Regions from separate parts of the Mus musculus genome. Here regions 1 and 2 are each linked to region 3. Evidence: chromatin contacts called from public HiChIP or PLAC-seq data. All regions are on one chromosome and are shown on one strand. The core of a region is the stretch at or near the end of the contact, and the rest is flanking DNA. Distances in the headings are between cores, read along the strand shown. Region 1 holds the start of Pik3cg (phosphatidylinositol-4,5-bisphosphate 3-kinase catalytic subunit gamma). Region 2 has its middle 60 kb from the start of Gm33308. Region 3 holds the start of 4933406C10Rik (RIKEN cDNA 4933406C10 gene).

Region 1 (2,939 bases), core at 359-2,858, 750 kb before region 3:
CTTCTCTATTTTCAAACTGTCTGAACCCAGTCTCCCTAGTCAACTTCCTGTCTTCTTTCTTTTCATTTTTTCTTTCTATATAAGAAAGCTAGTCATTCCATTCATAAAACTCAAGTGTAGTAAAACTGGTGAAGATTGTAATCAAAGCCGTGTCCCCACACATACCATTTTGGTCATGGAATGCAGAGCATTCCAGCTATCACTGCTATATTAGGGCAGGGGGAGGTGCTAACATACATGGACTTTACCAATATGAACTTTTAGGTAATTTTAACTGAGCCAGTTGGTTTGGCCTGCCTCTGCTTTAGAGGGGACACAGTAGAAGACGTGATTCCTGCCCTCCCATGACCCGAAACAATAATTCAGTTTCCTTATGTCCTAATATTTTCATCTCCATAGCAGGAATTTACAAATTTGTTCCCATCATATTACCTATATTTAGGTATTTGCCCTCTACAAGGTATTTAAGCATAACTATGAACCCATCAACTAATGACTGAAATGCTCAGAGTTCCAAAACTAAAAAATAATCCATAAAAATGATTCATAAAAATTTTGATTTTAATATTTAACATTGCTACATTGGTACTACATTATATTCTAAACCACATTCAAATATTGAAACAAAATATTTCAGAAAATATCATTTACTCTCTAATTGATGTTAATGAGATCCATAATTAGTTTTTCCTGAAGAACAGTGGAGTGTTAATTATATACCCCAAAGGAGATCTTGATTAAAAGCTATAAAAGACAAGTTACATTGGATCTCAACTTATGTACAATTCTTGGGTTAAACTATTTTAAAAGTCAATTCTCCCTCCTTTTAAAATATAATGAAGCTATACTTAGTAAATAAATGAAACCAACTGTCCCAAACAACTGTTGCTTGGTAGCTTAAAGCATTCACTTTGGTCTTTTGGTATAGTATAGAATAACCAACAAAGAAAAGAACCATAAACTATTTTGATACTGACATGAACTTAAAATAAAACATGTCCAAATTTAAGCATACAAATATAACTCAGTTATCTGCCTCAGTGACAGCAGGAACTCACGCTATATAGCACGATACAAGGTACAGAAGAGAAAAGGCTGACCAAATACTCACTGGGTTTCCTCATGGCTGGGACTAAGTAGCTTTGTCCTCTTACAAAAACACTGTCTGGACAGAATTCCCAAGCAAGCACTTGGTCGACTCTGGAGCCTGTCCGTCACGGGCTCTGTGGCCGCCCCTTTCCGCACAAACAAAAACAGAAAGAACTAGTGCACCTGCAAGCCCTTGCTGGACGGAACTTTGTGGATGTACACAGTCTAAGCGCGCCGAGACAAGGAAACTCAGACGCTCGGGGGTTGGCTCAGCTTGAACCGGCAATGGATCCAGACAAAAAGATTCTAGCTGAGAAGGAAGGTGTTACTGTTCCAAGTCATACCAAGCAAAGAGCAAACAACAGAAAGCAGTCGTACCTGAGGCAGCCCTGGAGGTGATGCGGAGGAGGATCATTTGTTTACTTTAGGAAAAAAAAAAAAAAAACGAATCTAGACCTACCCGGGGCACCTCGTCTCTTCCTCTTTTCTGGGGCTCCCTTCATATCCAGATGCAGAGGAAGTGTTGCAGTTACCAGGAAGGAAGTTTTAACCAAGTTGATTATACATGTGATTGCTCATTTTAAAAGTGTCAGAAATGCATTTCCTGCTGAAGCACACACAGAGCAGAGCGGAACAGAGAACGGTGTTTGCCTTACTATTTCTCTCACTCTTTGAATTAACTCTTCAAAGATTGTGAGAGACTCAGACAAACCAAAAATATACCCAAGGCATAAACAAATGAAGCGTGTGTGTAGCTAGCAATAAGTAGAAGAAAGGGCTGCGTAGCCACAGTATTGGATTGCTTGTAGTGAAATCTATTTCCCTTTGAGAATTCGAATAAGCCCTAGTGTGTGTGTGTGTGTGTGTGTGTGTGTGTGTGTGTTGTAACTGTGGACTGTTGGGCTCAGTCTGGATGCTTGCAAGAGCAAAGCCTGGGAACTCACTTCCTTACATTGGTGAGACCTCCCCCTGCCTCCCTTCTAGACCATTCAAGTCTCAAAATATCACAAACTGAAAGTCCTGCAGCATGCAATGTGTGTGCCTGTTGCTGATATGCTGAGTGTGTGTGTGTGTGTGTGTGTGTGTGTGTGTGAAAATGAATTAGTCAGACAAAACAGGAGGACATTGCTCTCCTGGCGACATTAGGGAGCTAGAAACTGCCTGCTCCAGGCAGGTAATCACTGAGAGATGGCTTCCAGTTTCCACAGGCTTGGAGAACAGGGAGGAGGCAGGCTCTGAATTCTTCTTAAAGCAGTCCTATATTTTCCAAGTAACCTCAATTCCTTCTACAACCCTAAGCATAGCCAGTCGTCCCCTGTTCCAGGGGTCTCTATACCAGGGCTTATTCTCCCCCACTAGGCTGTCAAGGATTCCAGCTGGAACAGCAAGAAGGATAGAGGAGCCTCACACAGCCCTCCGAAGCACAGCCTCATGAGTTTCTTTGAGCTTCGTGGATATTGAGATAGAGTCTCTGACCTGTTCTATTTCCTCTCACACAGTCCTTGTGATGGTTCGTACAGATTGTAAACGTGACAGGATCTGGAATCTAAGAGACAAATCTCTGTGCATCCCTATAAGCCTGTCTCTAGACTGGCTTAGGTGAAGTATATAAAGGTCCACTCTAAACATGGGAGCTGCAGTTCTGGATGGGAGAAAGCCAGAGAACGGCAGGCCCTGTTCATCTGCTTCCTGATGGCAGATGCAATGTTAGCAGCTGCTCTATGATCCTGCCGGCATGACTTTCCTGCCACGATGCACTGTACCCTCAAATTGGGAACCAAAATAACTCCCGTTCTGCCTTAAATTGCTTCTGTTGGATGCTTTGTCACAGCAACAAGGAAAACAGTACA
Region 2 (2,765 bases), core at 212-2,711, 650 kb before region 3:
AAAGTGCAGATTATATGATGCTTTGTCAAATACTGTAGAGAGAAAGGGAAAAGTTGCTCCCATTGGGAACAGGAAAACATACGGGACTTTTTTATTTTTTATTTTTTTGTTATAGCATCATAATGTACAAGAAACCAGCAGTGGTTTGCCTTTCACTCTGATGGTGAATAGTCTTGATTGTGTTCTCATGCCTGTATCAGTTTTTTTTACTGTTGAGTTGTAAGAACTTTTTATATATTATAGATATGAGTTCTTTTTGCTAGATAAATGATTTGCAGACTTTTCCTCCCATTCTATGAATTGTCTTTTACTTTCTTTATTGCGTACATTGACAGGCCCATTTCCCCTTTAAATTCTGTAGTATCCATTTAGATAGTTTTCTTCTATTAACTGTACTTTTGATAGTATAGCTAAGAATCCATTGCTTCAACCAAGGTCTATGGTTATACTTTTCTTCTAAGAAGTCTATGCTTTTAGAATGGGGTCTTTGATTTTGTTTGAGTTAACTTTTGTATGTAGCGTGAGCTAGGATATGACTTCATGTTTTAAAAAATGCAAATTGCCAAAGCTACTTATTCAACAGACTTTTCTTTTCTAATAAAGTTTCTCGGCTGTGTTGAGAATCAACTGACAATAAAGGTAAGAGTCTATTCTTCGGCTCTCGATTCTACCCCATTGATCTCTGAGCCTGACCTTGACCAACCCACACTGTATAGATCACTGGACTTTCTCAGTAAGTTCTGAAATTGGGAAATGCAAGTCTTCTGATCATGTTCCTCCTTTGCAAACTCATGTAGGTCCCTGGGGCTCTTGTATTTGCATATGAAGTTTAGGGTTAGATTTCTATTTCTTTTTAAAGACGTGGTGTAGAATCTACAGATAAATTTGCACAGTGGTGCCTCGGAAATTCTGTAAAGTCTTCTGCTCCATGAGCATGGGCAGGCCAGGCACACATATGAGAGCTAATACAATGGTGTTGGATTTTTGCAAAATAAAAAGCTTTCTTGTCATCTGGTCAAGTGATCAGCAGACAAAAGCTCAAAACATCCTCCTTGATCAGTTGGCAGAGGACATTATAGAGAGAGAGCAGGGGGAAATCTGCTTACTGGTTGGACGACAGGAAAGGACACATTTCTTTTTGCTTTTGGTCACAGTGTTTTATCACAGCAACAGAAAGCAAGCCGAGATACTCATATAGTAAGCATAGCGCTGGATTTGCGAGTTCAGTTTCAGGGAAGGATATTTTGGGTTGAAGCCTGTCCCAGTTTCATTTCTATTTCCGTGATAAACACCACGACCAAAAGCAACTTGCAAAGGAAAGGGTCTGTTTTGTCTTACAGCTTACAGTCTACCATGAAAGGAAGTTAAGACAGGAACCTAAAGGCAGCAGTGGAGCAGAGGATGGAGGGTGATTCATGGTTTGCTCAACCTGCTTACACAACCCAAGACCATCTGCCCAGGGCTGGCACCACCTCCAGTGTGCTTGGCCTTCCCATATCAATCATTAATCCAGAAAATGACCAAAGACTTCCACTCTGAGGAAAGCATTTTCTCAACTGGGGTTCTCTCTTCCCAGTTAACACTAGCTTGGGTCAAACAAAGAACTAGCCACTACAAAGCTCATACTGAGTTCTTCATTCCTGTTTCATCATTAATAAAGTTCATATTTGAAAGCTATCAGCTCATGAGTATGTTTCCAGTTTGGAAGAATACAGTGGAAGTGATGAGGGAGGTGAATAACTGAGCTTGCCCACACTCCAACGCCTGTAAGTGGAGGGACCCAAGTGCAAAGCGAGGTCAACACTTTTGATTTCGGCTATAGAGGTGAAAGGTAAGTTACTCCTACAAGAAGCCTGCTACCTATGTGTGAGTCCTTCCTGCCATATGAGAACACTCAGGTCCTTCATTCCTAAGAGGAAGCCAAACTATCCTTCTCATTGACTTCTTTAAATTTTTATTTGTGTGTATGTGTGTGTGTGCGTGTGTGTGTGTGTGTGTGTGTGTGTGTGTGTGTGTGTGCTTTGTGTGACAGAATTTTCCTGGCTTATATGCCATAAACATTTCTACTTATTCCAGAAAGAGGGGCCATAACAGATCAAACTAACGACTCCAGCTCTGTCCTAGTTGGTGGGAAACGAGTTGCAGTAAGGCCATGGTCAGTAACAGGAGTGTGGGTGAGAGGTTACTGACCTGGAGCAGGGCTTGTACAAAAAGAGCTGCATCATGGGAAAGCCTGCCTTGAGAGAGATAAGATGCCCCTAAACTACAACCCTGGGGCTCTTTAAGCAGCTTGCAGGTCATTTCGCAATCTGAACAGGTGACTTTCTTCCCACTGTTTTGAGGCTCGGTCTCCACTCCCAGCAACTGCTTCCTCCCTTTTACACTGTGGGCTAGCAACCTTCAGGAACCTTCTAAGCTTCTGTATCACCCGACCTTTGGTTTACCGCATGAGGCTGGAGGAGGAAACATTTCAATCTGAAGGAAATTACAATGACCCCGGTGCTGGTGTGCTTGCTCACTGGATGTGTGGAGGTCAAAGGTTGACATAGGGTGTGCTCCGTCTTGTCTCACATTCTTATTGTTTTATTTTGAGACAGGGTCTCTTGCTGGGCTGGGGCTCACTGTCGGCTAGATTGGCTGGCAAGTGAGCTTATCTCTCGATTCCACCAGGCTCTGGGGTTACAGATACACACTGCCACACCTAACTTTTACATGGGTTCTGAGGATCAGAACTGGCTTCTTCATGCTTTAATGTAGCAAACACT
Region 3 (2,749 bases), core at 151-2,650:
TGTGTCTAAGGCGGCAGAAGTGAACAGTCCTAGCAGCTGAGGTAGAGAGCCAAGACTAACGGATAAAACCTTATAATCAGCCAGAGAAGAGCAAGGGCAGGCCCTGGCACCACAAGAGCTCCAGATAGCTGTTAAGCCTTCAGGGCCAAAGGTCTCATCCTGGGCCAAGAGCTGCCAAGGGTTGAGGAACCCCAGTGTTCTAGACTTACAAACCGGAACATTTGTAAGGTTGAGTTATGAGGGCTGCAACACTAGAGGGTGCCACTTGCTGCTGCTTCTGTCGGGATTCAGCCACCACTCACTGCTGCCTGACAGAAATGAAGGCTACAAGAGACCAGCTCCTCACTTGCTTCCCCTGCCTATCCTTCCCACAATTCCTATCCAACTGTGCAGTCAAGCAAACCTCAGCCAGCTGCCTGGTGACAGGACTACAGGAACAAACCATGGGAGTACAAATTGTTTCAGACCTCTCAGCTCTATAAAGTTGCAAGATGAGCATTATCCCATCCTGTTAGCATCTATTTCATTTTGAAATTACATTGAATATATTTTTGGCTATTTTGTATAATTCTACTTTGAATACTTTTTCCTTTGAAGCACAGCTAAGTGATTTACTTGTGGGTTCCTATCCAACAGGTCTCAGCAGAAAATAACTTTTTTTTTTTAAGACTTAAAGAGAAATGCTGAGTGGAATACACGGAAATAAGAGTGAAGGAAGGAGGAAGTGTTAGCTTGGTAGTAACTGTTCATGGGTAGTGGTCAGTTCTAATGGAATACTCCACTGACATTTAGGAAATATAAATAAGTACCTGGGAGCTGGAACTAGGATCCTCTGTGGCAAAGATCTTCCTTCGATGTTGGTGTTATCTCACCATGCATGAAGACAGGCCACTATCCCAACCCTCCAAAAAAGGCCAGGCACAAGGAAGCCAGAGAAGAGATGTCTAGATTGGTCCCATTCTGGTGGCAGGAGGGAGTGTTCCCTAAGACAAATCATGAAAGATGAGTTAACTTGACCCCCCCCCACTCCCCCGCCCCCCCCCAAAAAAAAACGGCACGAAATACAGGCCTCGCCAAACGGGGATAGAGGTGGAGAGATGAGTTGTCCTGTGAGACCTGTCAAGCCATGATCTCAAATGGGTGGTCTTTCTCCTACTCTGGCTCCAACAACTTTGCGATGTCTGCGGAAATGTTTGGTGAATCATACGTTCAAGCACCCTTACATAAGGCAGGTTCGCCAGACGGCCGCAGTTTTGCAATAACTATGACTTTAAGGGCCCTGAACACGAGCTTTGAAGTGAGGCTTTGTCTGTGTACACACTTGACACATTTGCCCAAAAGTTCAGAGCACTGGGAAGAAAACGGGCCGTTGTGAGGGCGGGCAGTCACAGCCACAAAAGGGCATAGCAACCAGAACGCCACCGAGGTGGAGGGCCGTGCTGCGCAGGCGCAGCTGTCCCCCGACCCCACCCACCCCCGTCGCGCGCTCGCAAAGGCCGGAAAAGAGTCTGGGGCCTAGGGAGCGCGCGTGCGCGTTAGAGACAGAGCTAGGCTTTGGGGAAGGGGGCGCGGCACACGCATGGCTTCCAAAGCCAACATGGTTCGTCAGCGGTTCAGCCGGCTGAGTCAGGTGCGGCCGGGGGAGGAGCCAGCCCTTCCCAGTCCCTCCTCGGCCTGGTCTCGGCTCGCCCTCTCTGTCTCCTGGGCGCGGACTCAACGGCCGCCCGGCCCCGCCTTAAAGGCCAGGCCGTCCCGCCCCGATGCCCCTTCGTCCCCACCCCTCCGGCCCCGCCCCCAGCCCCGCCGGCTCCGCCTCCCGCTCTCGCCGCGGAGTCGCTCCGGTCTCGCCGCTCCCCTCCTCCGCCCCGCGTCCTGACTCTCTTCCCTCCTTTCCCTCAGAGGATGTCCGCCTTCCAGATCAACCTCAACCCGCTCAAGGAGCCGCTCGGCTTCATCAAGATCCTCGAGTGGGTGAGTGCAGCTTGCGACGCCGACCTCGCCCGGTCCAGCGCGGGGCGCCTTGCCGGGAGGCGGGGACGCGGTCGTGAGGGAGTCCCCCACGCTCGAAGGCCGCGGGGCGGAGATGGCGGCCGGCGTCGAGTCGAGTCGCCGGTGTGGGCGGCTTCTCCCGGCCGCCCCTAGCCGCGGAGGCGTGGAAGCTCGCTCGCTTTTTTTTCTCAGGCTCCACTGCCATCCGCAAAGGAAGACAGGATTTCCTGCTGCGGTCCAACTGATACCGACCGCCCGGAGGCCCGCGGCTTCCGCGGGCGAGGCTAGACCTGGGTTGCGCCCTTCGCTGGCGGCGGGTATGGGCTCCTGTTAAAAATAGTGTGTGTCAGAGAAGCCGAGGCAAAGCCCTTGCCCCGACGCATTAAATTGTCGGCCCATTTAACGCCTGGCCTGGACGTCGAGATTGTTTATAGCAACATCCTGCTTGGAAAGTCAGCTTTCTGCCCTTTCCTGCCAAGCAATCATTAACATCAAAGGAGACTTACAAGTTAGACCTTGTCACGTGCAGCTAGTTTATCAAGCTCTGCGATTTTCCTTCAAACTTAGCGGCCCACTATAGTTGGGTGCTGACTTGAAGAGTTAATGTAAGCACTTGGCATTTATTTGCCCCGTGTGCAGTCAGGTAGTGTTTCGTAGCCGATAACGTTTAATTCCTTCACAGTTCATGTTGAGGGTGAAAAATAAGAACTCTCCGGTTTCGTGCGTGTGTTTTAACGAAGAGCTTGAAGTTCTCCGATGA

The links. HiChIP or PLAC-seq counts read pairs in DNA pulled down with a chosen protein or histone mark.
Region 1: a contact with region 3 is called in an H3K4me3 HiChIP or PLAC-seq map of bone marrow-derived macrophages, with 6 times the contacts expected there. The contact joins the promoter of Pik3cg here to the promoter of 4933406C10Rik in region 3. A contact is called at or near these places in 1 of 39 promoter capture datasets (pre-B cells), 1 of 115 datasets of contacts at active chromatin or transcription factors (bone marrow-derived macrophages) and 1 of 9 other capture datasets (adipose tissue).
Region 2: an H3K4me3 HiChIP or PLAC-seq map of the 230-238 cell line shows a contact between it and region 3, with 9 read pairs. The contact joins the enhancer-like site here to the promoter of 4933406C10Rik in region 3. A contact is called at or near these places in 3 of 39 promoter capture datasets (hippocampal neurons, liver and pre-B cells), 2 of 115 datasets of contacts at active chromatin or transcription factors (the 230-238 cell line and bone marrow-derived macrophages) and 1 of 9 other capture datasets (adipose tissue).

Annotation. Positions count from the first base shown.
Region 1 is chr12:32,207,051-32,209,989 of GRCm38.p6, forward strand. It overlaps Pik3cg (phosphatidylinositol-4,5-bisphosphate 3-kinase catalytic subunit gamma), which reads right to left and starts at 1,609. Exons shown (of 11, transcript NM_001146200.2): 1 at 1,468-1,609.
Region 2 is chr12:32,305,135-32,307,899 of GRCm38.p6, forward strand. No RefSeq gene overlaps it. Among named protein-coding and RNA genes, the nearest start is that of Gm33308, 60 kb to the left of the region's middle. Within about 2 kb of position 1,462, at least 81 of the 459 cell types and tissues checked have an H3K27ac peak or open chromatin away from gene starts, as enhancers often do. A contact at or near this core is called in the 230-238 cell line, adipose tissue, bone marrow-derived macrophages and 1 more, where this site is marked.
Region 3 is chr12:32,952,389-32,955,137 of GRCm38.p6, forward strand. It overlaps 4933406C10Rik (RIKEN cDNA 4933406C10 gene), which reads right to left and starts at 1,401. Exons shown (of 6, transcript NR_044986.1): 1 at 1,117-1,401; 2 at 810-983. It overlaps Sypl (synaptophysin-like protein), which reads left to right and starts at 1,798. Exons shown (of 5, transcript NM_198710.3): 1 at 1,798-1,971. The coding sequence starts at 1,903.